Linked DNA regions of Danio rerio: region 2 is linked to region 1. Evidence: chromatin contacts called from public Micro-C data. All regions are on one chromosome and are shown on one strand. Each heading gives the region's core, a stretch centred on a gene start, on an enhancer-like site or on the middle of the called end of the contact. The rest is flanking DNA. Distances are from core to core; before and after follow the strand shown.

Region 1 (6,442 bases), core at 1,912-4,411:
ATATTGTAGCTAGATATGAGTGTCTTTTCAGTTTGCTGAATTATTTAATTGCCTGTTGCTTTATTTATTTATTTAATTGCTTATAAATGTATATATTTTTCAGTTTTTATTTTGGATCTCAATTTAATATTCACGTATTTATTCGATTATTAACTGTGTTTTTTTTAAAGTAGACTTTGTATTTTTATTTATTTATCCGTTTAGGCTGTTTGTTTATTTTTAAAGGTTTACGTGCCAACACTTCTGTTTTCAACATTTTTACAGCATTTATTAATGTATTTTACTTTATTTTAAAGACTAAATGCACATTGTAGCGAGCTATTTCACCGTTGTCATAGGTTTTTAATGTTTCTCTATATTTGTATATGGCTTAGGCCTATTTTTGTGCACGGCACGGTTTTAAACACTTTAAAATTTGGCCTATTCAATCACGAAAAGGGTTAAACAGCCGACAACATGCGTTTATTTTGGGGCAGTTATGTTTTAAGCGCAGAAGTGACTCGGCCGGTTCTACGCTGCTCTGATGGCTTTGAATGACAGATCACGCCTGGAAGTGACAAAGTCTCGATGAGCGGACATTAACACCGGCGCTGATGGCACTCAGTCGTCTCTTCCCCTTCCTCCGTCTCTTTATTCTCGGGGAAAACGCGGAGCGCAGCGCCTCGGGCACTGAACACAATGGAGCTCTGGAGAGGGTGGGACGGGGGAGAGAGAGACCCCATGCATGTATAAATGAAGGCTGGATGGGGGAAGGTTTGGGCGGCCTTGACGAGATCAGATTAAACAACAATACAAAAGCCCACCACACTCGCCTCTTATTTATTTAGATTTTGATGAATGGGGAGCGTTTGTGTCAGCTGTAGAATTCTTATATCCTATAAGGCCCTCTCCGTGTTAAATTGGGCCTAATGGTCTGTTTATTTCGGGATTTATTTTTGTGGTGTCCGATTGGTGTTTCGATGTCCGTGTATGCGCAACTGATCTCACGTTTTGAGCTTTGCTCTCAAAGATGCAGTATCTGTTTCTTATCAGTAGATATCGTTGTCTTATCTCTTCAGAATTATACATTTATAGTCTTCAAATAGTATGTTTGGATTGAATGTGGGCCTTTTTTGCTACCGGAAAACATTTCTCCCACATTATAATGCATCTCATATAAATTGTCCGAGATCAATTAGATTAAAAATAAGTTATTTTATTATTTTTTACACATTTTCAAAAATAGTGATTCAAAATGGCTATGCCACAACACGGTATATTTAGACTTTTATTTGAGTCGACAAAATATAGGCTAGCCATCGATCAGTAAAATATTTTTGGATTATGTATTTTAAGTTCCATTTTGTATAATAATTCATATTCCAAAAATAAATATTTTTTTAATAAATATTTCAAACACAATAAAACTCTACTTCAAAACAATAAATAGGTCTAAACTTTATTTCTGTGTGTAGAGTAACAAAGCTGGTAAGCCTACTAAAATAAATGAACAGGTCTACATCATAAAAGAGCTGTGCAACCCTTTGAAATGTACACTACACCAACCAGGCCTACATTCTCTAATTTTGCTGAAACGCGAAGCGCTGGCTGTGTGAATATAGGACTCTGAGCACGTTCCCGAGCTCTTTAAGCGCGTTCCCCAGCGCTGTGACCTCCAGGTCGACTCCCCCGGGGATGATGCTTGTGTGTGGGGGAAGGGTTTGCCCGTCAGGCGGTGGCCAATACATCCTCCGTCAAAGCCCCGAGCAATCCTGTTACACACGCAGCTCGCGCGATTATCCCGCTCCTCTTCTCTGCGCGACAAAAACAGCCTCTCGCGCAGAATGGCCACGAACACCAGGCAGTTTGGCCATGTTTAGGAGCATTCTAGTTGTATAAATATTTTCTGTAACGTTCTTGGTTTTTTAAAATTAAATGTTTTCCGAACGTTTTATCTAAACAACAAGTGTGACGTTTCTCTGTGTTGTATTTGTATAGCCTAATCTTATCATCAGGGTTGTGGAAATAATCTCTGCAGATAAATATCCCATATTATTGAAATCGTCAAAAACAATTATTTAAATGTTTTGGGTACTTTTTAAAAAGTTCATCATTTTCAAAACCCCAAATGACATTTAAATGTTACATAAAGATTTTTTTTTTTTTTGTAAAACTGTCATGAAACATAAGAAACTTTCTCCATGACATTTAGCCATTTATTTATCTATCATTTTAGCCTAAATTTTGCTTGCTGTGATCTTTTAAAATCAAACTTTGGCTTTAGCTTCATAATTACAGGCCCCAAAAAGGTCAGCGTCATTTTTTCTGCAGTTTGTTTATGCACGTGCAATTCTGATCATACGCTAATAAATAATGTCTTTTGGACAACAAAAGGTCAGCCACAATTGTACTTTCCATAAAAAAGCCATGAACTGCACCATACATTTGTGTAAGCAGTATATATATATATATATATATATATATATATATATATATATATATATATATATATATATATATATATATATATATATTTTTTTTTTTTTTTTTTTTTTTTTTTTTTTTCTTTTTGCAATTTTTTATTTATTTATTTTTGTATGTTTAAAAAATGGTTTCTAATTTTTTAAGATAAATATTTTATTTATTTATTGATTGATTTTAATCTGTTTCCCTTTGAAAATAATCATTGAAATTTGTTCTACTTAAAAAAAAGTTACATTCATATCACTTTATGCCATCCATAGGATTTTTGAACAGCCCATAAATCTATCTTTCACCTCCTTCTCGCTTTATATCATAAGCCAAAAATACCGTTTTGTGGTTTTCCAGAAGCCTCTCAGCGGCACTGCCGATTAATTTTGTTTACGGAGCCCGTACGCTGTGCGAAACACCCCCCTCTCGCTGTATTCTACACGGGCGCATCGAGTCGTACAGAGAGAGCGCAGCCTACTGGGTTTATGGTAATTGCGGTTGTTCCCCCGACTGGCCTTCTGGGTAAGAGAGAGAGAGAGAGAGCTGGAGAGAGAGAGAGAGCTAGAGAGAGACAGGCGTCTTGCGCTCAGCTTTCATTCCCCGCTGCACGCGCTTAGGAGAGACGCGCGCACACACACAAGCAGCAGTCGCGCGAACACTGAGCGCGCCAGGGATATCGCCTATCGGAACCGGGACAAAGAAACAGAAAATTTACCGCAATCGTACCCGGGAGAGTAAAGAGAGAGCGGGGAACTCGTGTGGCGGTTTAGATGGCAAACGGTCCTTAAATGTGCGTGTGAGGACCGGCCCGTGCACACACGAGCAAACACACTGCTGCCGTTCTCGCGGCGTGGCTCTCGATCGCTCGTTGTCTTGCAAGCCCAACATGGCGCTGCGAGGCGTCATATAACAGACTGAGTTCAGTTCAACCCGAGCCCCGGGGATCTTTCGCCACCTGTGCATTCACGCGATTCGTGTCGAAGCCACCCTGCTCATCCGAATCAAAGGAATTACGTTCTGCGTCTGCATGGATGTATATGGATCTCCCAAACGCGTTCACAGTTTTTCGCGGAGTGGATATTCGTATTCGGCAAGTCCGGAGATACTTTGAACTTCTGACGGACTTCATATGAAACAAAGAGAACACTCGCGGTACTAGATTGACCTGAGTTTTAGGTTACAGAGTAATGCAGCTTTCAACAGGAGCATCTGCTCGTCTTTGTTTTAACGGGAATCTTTGAACGTCTGAAAAACTAAAAGAGTGAAAACTTGCATTTCAAGAGGAGCTCAAGTACATTTCGTGCAACTCAATGAACATCAAGAATCACAGCTTTAAGGTAAGAACAGTTCAGGCTTAATTATTGATGTTTTCCATGACTTACCTGCTTATGTTTGTTCCGTTACATTGTCCTATTGGCAAGTACGGGCGATTAGTTTCGTGCGGACCTTTGGTAAAGCTAAAGAGGGTTCGTTTTCGATGCCTTTCTAATCATGTGTAATGATTAATCATGTGTCATGATTAGAACATCCCAGCATATTGTTTGATATGTAACATCTCTGTTTGAAACTTGCGTTGGTTGATAAGTTTTCAACATCGCCTCTGTGCTGACTGGTGTCACGATCTTGTCGTTGTTGACATGTCTTGTTGGTTGTTTGAGTTTGTGTGCAAACATTAGAAATCGCTCTCAGTTTACTAAACTGAACATCTTAATGGTTCTGTCAATCTATGGGCTGTCTTTATTTGCTACAAAAACATTTCCCAGGTTACGGGACTTTCCTTTTTATTTGCTGACCTTTGTGGATTGTGCATCACAGGCTATTCAAAGCGAAAATGCATTGTAGATTTGTGGAACTGTGGGTTTCTGTGAAATTCACGTGTGTTAATTTTCTCTTGTTGAGTAATAAGATGCCAGAAATGAAGCGAGCACGCGCTCACGGTGGCGCGTGGACTTTCTTTTTCCGATCGGGATACACCGCGAGCGCTATTGATTGCGCGAGCCTCGCCCTTTTATATGACGGTTTCCAACCTCATGAAATTTCCAATAAACCATTTCTTGCGTTTTTTTTACTAAGGTTCGAAATAAAGCAATGCGTGTGACCTCCAAACATGTATACATACGTTTGGAGGTCACCTCGATTTCTTTTATCCACTGTGCTTTGTGAGGGGAGCGAAATGATGGATATCAGAAGCTTTTGTATTCATATAATATAATAAGGGTTTACTACGGGGTCTCGTGCTAGACTTTAAAGCGCAGTGTTCTTCAACATGACCGCTTTGTGGAGACACTGCCCTCCTTTTGTTAATGTTGTTGACGAGACACTTCGCGACCTTGTGCTCAAAGTTCTTCGCTGTCTGGTCTTGTCCCGAACGGGGGAAATGACTTGGCCAGCTAAGCAGACACTGACAGTTCTGTGTATAATCTGTCACAAAACCTTGAAGTTTGAGAAATCTCTTTGTCCTCGACTGGCTCGGCTGTTTAGACATTTAAGAGAGATATTCAGATTTTTTTCTTCACTTAGTAGGCTAGCTGTATTCCACCCATTACGCAGCGTATGCTGGCGCACCCTTGTTGGGAAAACCTTATGAGCATCTCAGCCGTGAAGGAGTCGCGATGTCCGAAAGTCTGTATAGTTTACATCGCACAAGGGCTGATCCATGAACCATTATCACTCTGCCTTGAATAAGACACCTAACACCAGTTTTATCCAGCCTGACTTAATGGGTGCAGTTTAAGTCACTTTAATCACTAATTAGTATATCTAAAGAGTTCAGACAACATCTGAACACTTTGCTGGTGGTTGTTCGTTATGTTACTTTCACCAAGGCAAACTTGGGCCCCTTTAGTTACTGGCCTGCTTTTTTTTAGTCAAACCCGTGGGTTAATTTTTCACTGGAGTCTCGTTTCTAAATGGTTGCGACGTGCTATTCTGCATAATTAAAGCGCTGTGGACGCTATTAATCAAACATGTCAGAGCGTATCCGTATGAATCCTGGTGGAAAGAAAGCCCTGGATCCATCCATATTTTCATAGGCTTGCCTAAACGGCTACCGCAGATTTTTGGCATCAGTGTTTCAGCGTGACTCAATCATACTGTCAATTTTTAAAAGTGCATTTCAAATTGACGCATATTGCTACACATTCTTTGTGTTTTTTCAACCCCTTGGTTCCTAATAAGAGCCAAATTGACTTAACGATAAAAGTAGTTATTTAGGATATTTTTATGTTTTTAGATCAGTTTGTTTTTTACCCTTAGAAAAAAAATCCTGGTTGGCTTAAATTTTCAAGCTGAATCAAATTAACCTTATCAGTCCATTGAACATAGGTTAAACTGACTTAAAATAACTTGCATAACTTATAAAATTAAGTTAGTTATTTTAATAAGTTACAATGACCTAAAAACTTATTCGGACAGGACTGATTGATCATATTTATGTTTTTACAGTGTAGGCCTATGCAAGTTTAAGGCGAATTTAAAACGAAAATCAACTAAATATGAGGCTATAAGAACACAAAGTAAAATCATATTTATTTCAGAAACAAAAACTATTAAATATTTTAAAGCACTTCATATCATATCAAATTTTCTATTCTAACTAGTGTATATTCACACACTGACATGGTCTGTTAAGTAAGTGTTTAATACTTTGTGCCAAATCACACATTGAGAACTTTATAGAGTGGAACTGATTATATTTAATGTAATATAAAAGCCAACAATCTGCTCGTTATTTGTCCTAATCTTTTCAATACAACCCAATCAAGCTTCCATATATTGGATTTTTGTCTCAAATGTCGGACAATCTTTAAAAGCTACACAGTCATGCGTATGTGAAATCATATTAGGTTTGTGTAAATGCCATTAAAGTTCGTGGCAACTGGCAAGTAACACCGGCTGTTTTCCATCGTTTATTTGGTCCACTCCCCGACTCGCCCTGCCGAGACCCCCAGCTCTCCGGGTTTGTTTATTTATAGCCCGTCAGCTCAGTGTG
Region 2 (6,044 bases), core at 2,992-5,491, 350 kb after region 1:
CCCAAACGGTTTGGATTTGGGTCAGGCGCTGGATCACTGTGCCAAGTGGGATTACTGACAGCCTGAAAGCTCAACAGCCGCTGGTTGTTGGTGAATGAGCAACTCTGCATTACTCAAGCTCCAGTGAGCGCAGAAGGAAGCGTGATGGAGACGGTTACCTACTAACACAAACTCGGTGTTGAGCTACATGAGATCTGAAGCCCAGATTCAGCTCAATATCAGAAAGCACAATATGCCTGTTTAGAAGCCTTTTTAACATGCAGCTCAATGTTTATTCACTGGAATTTGTGTCTTAATGTATTATTATTGTCTGACTTGCTGAATGAGAGTCGCCATTAAGAGTCATTTCAGGGCCAGAAAATGTAATTTTTTTCAATGCTAAGTATATTCAAAAATGCAGAATGTGCCATCATTATGCAAATTTATTTCAGATAAACATCATATCTTCCTGAAAGGTTCAAATTTCTTAAATATTTGGTTACATTCCTGGACAACACCAATGTGATTTATAGAGAGATCTGTCCAAAATGGTTCGCAAATGGATTTAATGAATTGTGAAATTCACCATTTACATCAATTATTTGGCACATTTAACTCATTTCTCTCTTTTGTTTTAAACAATCAGTGACAAAATGGTGTCATAGACCATTTATCAAACTCTTAACTAACAATAGCTTCAGGCTATGGCATTTTTTTGGCCAACAGAACTATTGTAGCTCCCTGCTCCCTGACTCTTTATTGGTGTAAATAAAGTGTTTTTATTTACACCAATAAAGATGTTTTCCTATGATTTATTTGAGTGCAACATTCCCTCCACCGACACCAACACGAACACTGAAACGCCCCATTCACACGAGGCGTCAGCGTCAACGCTTCCCATTCACCTTGAATGGGTGATGTCAGGCGTTGCCGAACTGCATTGTGGATCCGCCGGTGCCGCTTCAGTGGTGTTGCTCGCTGCAGGAGTTGGGAATTTCTCAACTTTTCAAGCGACAACGGATGCGTCAGCCGATCAGATTGCTTTATGCAAATACACCAGCTCAAACAGTAGTCAATTAAAGACTAACTTCATTGGCTGACGCTGCTATGACGATCGCGTCAGCCCCAACTTCAGACACACCCTCTATCAAGTGTTCACGCTGAAGCACCGTGTGAATCGGGCGTAACACAGCGTCAGCCAATGAAATTAGTCAGCAATCACCTATTGTCTGAGCTGGTGATTGCATACAGCGATCTGATTGGCTGGCTTGACTTTTCTCGCTTGAAAAGTTGAGAAAGTTCCAACTTCTTAAGCTAGCAACGCCACTGTAGCACCGCCGGCGGATCCACAATGCAGTTCGGCCACGCCTGACATTACCCATTCATGGTGAATGGGAAGCATTGAAGCTGACGCCCCGTGTGAATGGGGCCTAAGAGCTTTGTATACAAAAAGAAAACAAAACCAAAAGTAAGCAAACCGTAAAACAAACATGAAAGCCATATACAAATAAACAATTATCACTTGAATTCAATAAAAAAAAAAAAACATGTTAAACGTGAAATGTCAGTACCTTGTTCTCCAATCAAACCAGAAGCTTAACCTTTAAGCTGTTGCAGACCTCAAAGCTGGGACGCCATGATCATATGCGATCTCTGTGTCTGTTTATATCCGTAACAGTAACCAATTCAAAATAAAAGACTTCCCTTTTCACACTGAGTGCATCCATAACACAAATTAAATTAAATACTGTTAATATCCAATATACATATAACAAAGTAGAAGAGAAAAAAAGTGTGTAAAATAAAATCAGTATAAAAATATTGTAGAAAATCGACACAACAATATTAAACAATATCAAAGTCATTAACAACTATTGTGCAAACACTTTAGAATATATTGCATTAGTCTAAATAAACATTACACAATGCTAAATTGCACATTAGGAATATAAATCTATGAATATACTGCATGTATGTAATCACATTCAGTTTCTAGTATCAACCTTTAACCAGAAACTGCTAAAATTTGCAATATCAAAATCACTTAAAGTTATATTATACACTAAAAACCTACTTCTACATTACTTGATAAACTAATTGGTCACTTTAGATATTAATAAAATAGTCTCTTCTGGTCTAGACGTGCCATTTTTGGTCAGATTAAGGGCATTTCAACCTAGGCATGTTTGATCAAATTAAAGTGAATTCAGGTGTGACTGCTTATTCATTTGAATAAGTATGAACACTGACATTTTAAACCTTGGTGTACACCAAATAAGTAGATTGAAGCATCTTAAAATATTATTGAATTTTCACACCACCACCAATAAGAGCAATAAAGTAGCCTGAAGTCATTTATTTTAATGTGACAAGCTACAGCGAAAGCGGCGCAATGATGAAGGAAAGTTAAAATCAGGTCAACTTTATGCTAATGAGCTATGACGCATTCCGACAGCAACCTTCATCGCAATGTAAAAGTCCATCGCTTGAGAGGGTTCAAGAGAATGTAGTCCAATAAACCACAGTAGTTCCCAAGCAAAACGAAGGAGATGTTGATTGCTGCTATGTGGATTTCTCAGTTCGCAATGTAGAATGCGCACAAATTAATGTTAATGTAGAGACCAAGGCTATTAAACATCTTCTATAAACAGCATGAAACTAGACTAGCATTGCTGGTGGTGGTGTGAACACACGGCTAATCTCAATCCACTTCCAAACAAACTCTGGTGTGCTTTGACTTGCATATGAACTTAACACATTTGTTTAAGTATCCGTTAGCTCCTTACCCTGCTTTGACTCTAGTTCTCAGCTGAAAAAGTTGTTTAGACAATATTCTTTGGGATTTAAATATAGATCATAAAAATCTTTCTTTTGAATATGTACTTGCAGATTTAGATTGACAAAGCGGATGCCAAATGGATCATGACCAAATACATATTTGTTTTAGATCCAGACCAAAAACCCCAAGAGAAGGAAATATGTCTCATTGCAGTAGATTTTTGTTATTCGTGTGTGCAATGGAAACATTTCTGGCTCTGTTTTAACTCCTTTACACACAAAATGAAAATGTGAACACTAAGCAAACAGGATTACATGTATCATTTATATTTTTGGAGTGGACCAAACAAATCAAAAGAACTGAACTACAAATGTGAACACACTCTCTGATGAATCACAGACCGCACTATGCATATACCTGGCCATAACATTTAAAAAACCCCTATAGTCCTTTACAAATGTTTGTTAAAGCCTTATTCATTAAAGTTATAGTAATGCAATCTAACTGAATCTCACACACAGATACCAAACCAGTACCGGGGCGGTGCCGAGTTAACTCTCCAAATGACTTTCAGCAGACAGAAACCATCATGTTTATGCCTGAAGATGAGGACGCTGACGTCTCATATTCATATGACAGAGATGAAGGTCACTTCAACCCCTAATAAACCGGTTTAATTTCTAGAACTTGAGCAGATTTGGACATTAACATTTAAATCTATAATTTAAGATGTGCATGTGTTCAGACCTGGACATCCAAATCTAATTCATGACCAATCATTTTCTGCAAACGTCTTTGTTTGGACATTAAAATCCAATTCATGATCAATCACTTCCAGCTCCTGTCCATATTTGGCCATTAATATTTGAAAAATATGATTAATAATGTACAGCATTTGCTCGTATTTGAACATTAATATGCAGTTAATAATTCACAACCCTGTGTATAAGTCCATTTCTGAACATGAATATTCAACTCATGACGAATAATGTTCTGGCTATGTCCATATTTGGATATTAACATATTTTTTTTATTAATAATAACATCAAACACCTTGATTCTGACTCTCCAAAACGTCTCGTTTTTCATCTTTTTTCATTACTGGCATCAAAAATGCACATTGTCCATCCTAATCTCGAACACATTTAGTGATGCACATAATCATATTCGTGTTTCTAATGGCCTCGGAAGGGTCCAGCCCTGCCATGATGGAGATGCACTTGTTTTCCAGTGGCGCAATAATGCAACAAACGTCTTATTATGATAATAAATCATTTCAAATGCTTGACGGCACGCTGCAGAAACATGACACGCTCAAAAACGCCAACAAATTGCTCTCACTCACCCAGAACACGAAGGAATAGACGATGAGGAGCGTTTTGAGGCAGGTTATGACTGGTTTGGTCTCCATTCTCCTTGATGCCATGAGCGCAGTGGGTTTGTGCTGCTGTGATTCTCCGCTGCGCCTCTGCTCCAGTCACTCTAGATCCGCCTGGCCAATCACGGGGCGAGATACCCCGCAAAGGTCCCGCCCCTCGCTGTCAGGCTCCCAGCCGGCCAATCAGAGGAGGAGTAAGGAACGTTCAATCCCCGCCTCCGAGACGCGACGCCCTCTGCTGGACGTCACATGACAGTGACGACAGTTGCGCTAAAGGTGAGGCAGGTGGCTTTTGCGTCAGTGAAAAGTGAGGAAAAAATGAAAGCAGGTTTTTTAATCTATGTAAATATGTCCGGGGTTTTGGGGAAATTAATATTGAATATTGAATCAGAGACGTTTTGTTAGTATTGTTAAAGGACATAAGATATGATTTTACAGCATATTTATTTACAGCTAAAGCGGGATTTTTTTTAAATAGTATTTTTTTTGTCTTTCCAAGAATAAACTAAATTTAAAAAGTGTTTATTTTGAGTCTAGTTCATTTGCATTTATTTATTTTTTTTGTCAAATAAGTTTTATTGATGAAGACACAGATTCAAGACAAAATTAATTCTGTTTACATATTTTGTCCACATATAACATAGGCACAGCAAATAAGGAAATTAAAAGGAGAAAATTAAAAATTAAATAAATAAAATAAAAATAAAATCACCCACCCACATAACAAGCAAACTTGTTACAAAGACCTGTTTGAAAAATAGAGTATGAAGACAAAGCATGTTAAAACATTACAGAAATGATGCATTATTATGAGTTTTTTTTTCAAGGTAACAGATAAAGGGATTGCAAATTTTGTCAAATTGTTCCAGTTTTCTTTTCAAATAGTATCTAATTCGCTCCAAATGTAACATAGAAGCAATTTCTCCAAGCCACAGTTTACATGTAGGGGATTCCTTTTTTTCCAAAACAGTAGCAGTAGCTTTTTGGCAGTAGTTAAGCAGTATGAGAGCATTTTATGTTGTGTATTTGACAACAAATGTGTTTGTTCAGAGAATCCCAGAATTACAAGCATTGGATCTGGTTGTAATTGCAACTTCAACACTTCGGAAAGCACATCAAAAATTCCATTCCAATAATTCTGTATCTTAGAATAAAAAATAAAACTGTGAGATAGATCCGCATCTGATGAATTACATTTGTCACAAAGAGGTGAAATATTTTGGAAAATTCTATGTAATTTTTTCTTTGAATAATGTAACCTATGAATTATTTTAAATTGAATAAGACAATGTCTAGAATTAATAGATTGTTTATTAATATCCTCCAAACCTGACTGCCACATTTCTTCTGAAATTTTCACTCCCAATTCTTTCTCCCACTCTTCCTTAAAACATTTTGTGGAGGGGGAAGTAACAGATAGTAGTTGTTCATAAATTATTGATAATGGTTTTTTACTACCTTTACACCAATCTAGGCATTTGTCAAGGATGGAAGGGGGTGTACTATCCAATGAAGACGTATGGGCATGTATGTAGTTCCTTATCTGTAAAAATCTGAAAAAATTATTCTGAGGGAGTTTAAATTTCTGCTGTAATTGGTTAAATGAAGCTAGATTTCCATCAGCGAAAAGATCTCCTACAGTATGTGCACCCATTTCCTTCCATTGCGTAAAAGTTCCATCTAATGTAGATGGTATAAATGATGGATTCTTAGCAATGGGAGTTAGAAGAGAAATTGACTTTATCTTGCATTTATTTTTTACCATACACTTTTTAGCCTGACGTCGAATACGTTGTATTTTTGCAACTTTTAAATGCTGAAATTGTGTTTATCAAAAATATATATACAAAATAAAAAAATGTGCACGTTAATAACAATAAAAAAAAATCATTCACTTCCAACCATATT

Evidence for each region. Hi-C and Micro-C count contacts between places; a contact is called where the count stands out from the background.
Region 2: a contact with region 1 is called in a Micro-C map of caudal fin, with 4 times the contacts expected there. The contact joins the promoter of tspan7 here to the promoter of bcor in region 1. A contact is called at or near these places in 3 of 18 Hi-C or Micro-C datasets (caudal fin, embryo and an unstated tissue) and 2 of 4 datasets of contacts at active chromatin or transcription factors (caudal fin and embryo).

The regions. Positions count from the first base shown.
Region 1 is chr22:10,792,848-10,799,289 of GRCz12tu, forward strand. bcor (BCL6 corepressor) reads left to right here and starts at 3,162. Exons shown (of 13, transcript NM_205626.1): 1 at 3,162-3,788.
Region 2 is chr22:11,141,941-11,147,984 of GRCz12tu, forward strand. It overlaps tspan7 (tetraspanin 7), which reads right to left and starts at 4,242. Exons shown (of 8, transcript NM_001130818.1): 1 at 4,104-4,242. The coding sequence starts at 4,184. It also overlaps a transcript of sgsh not described here.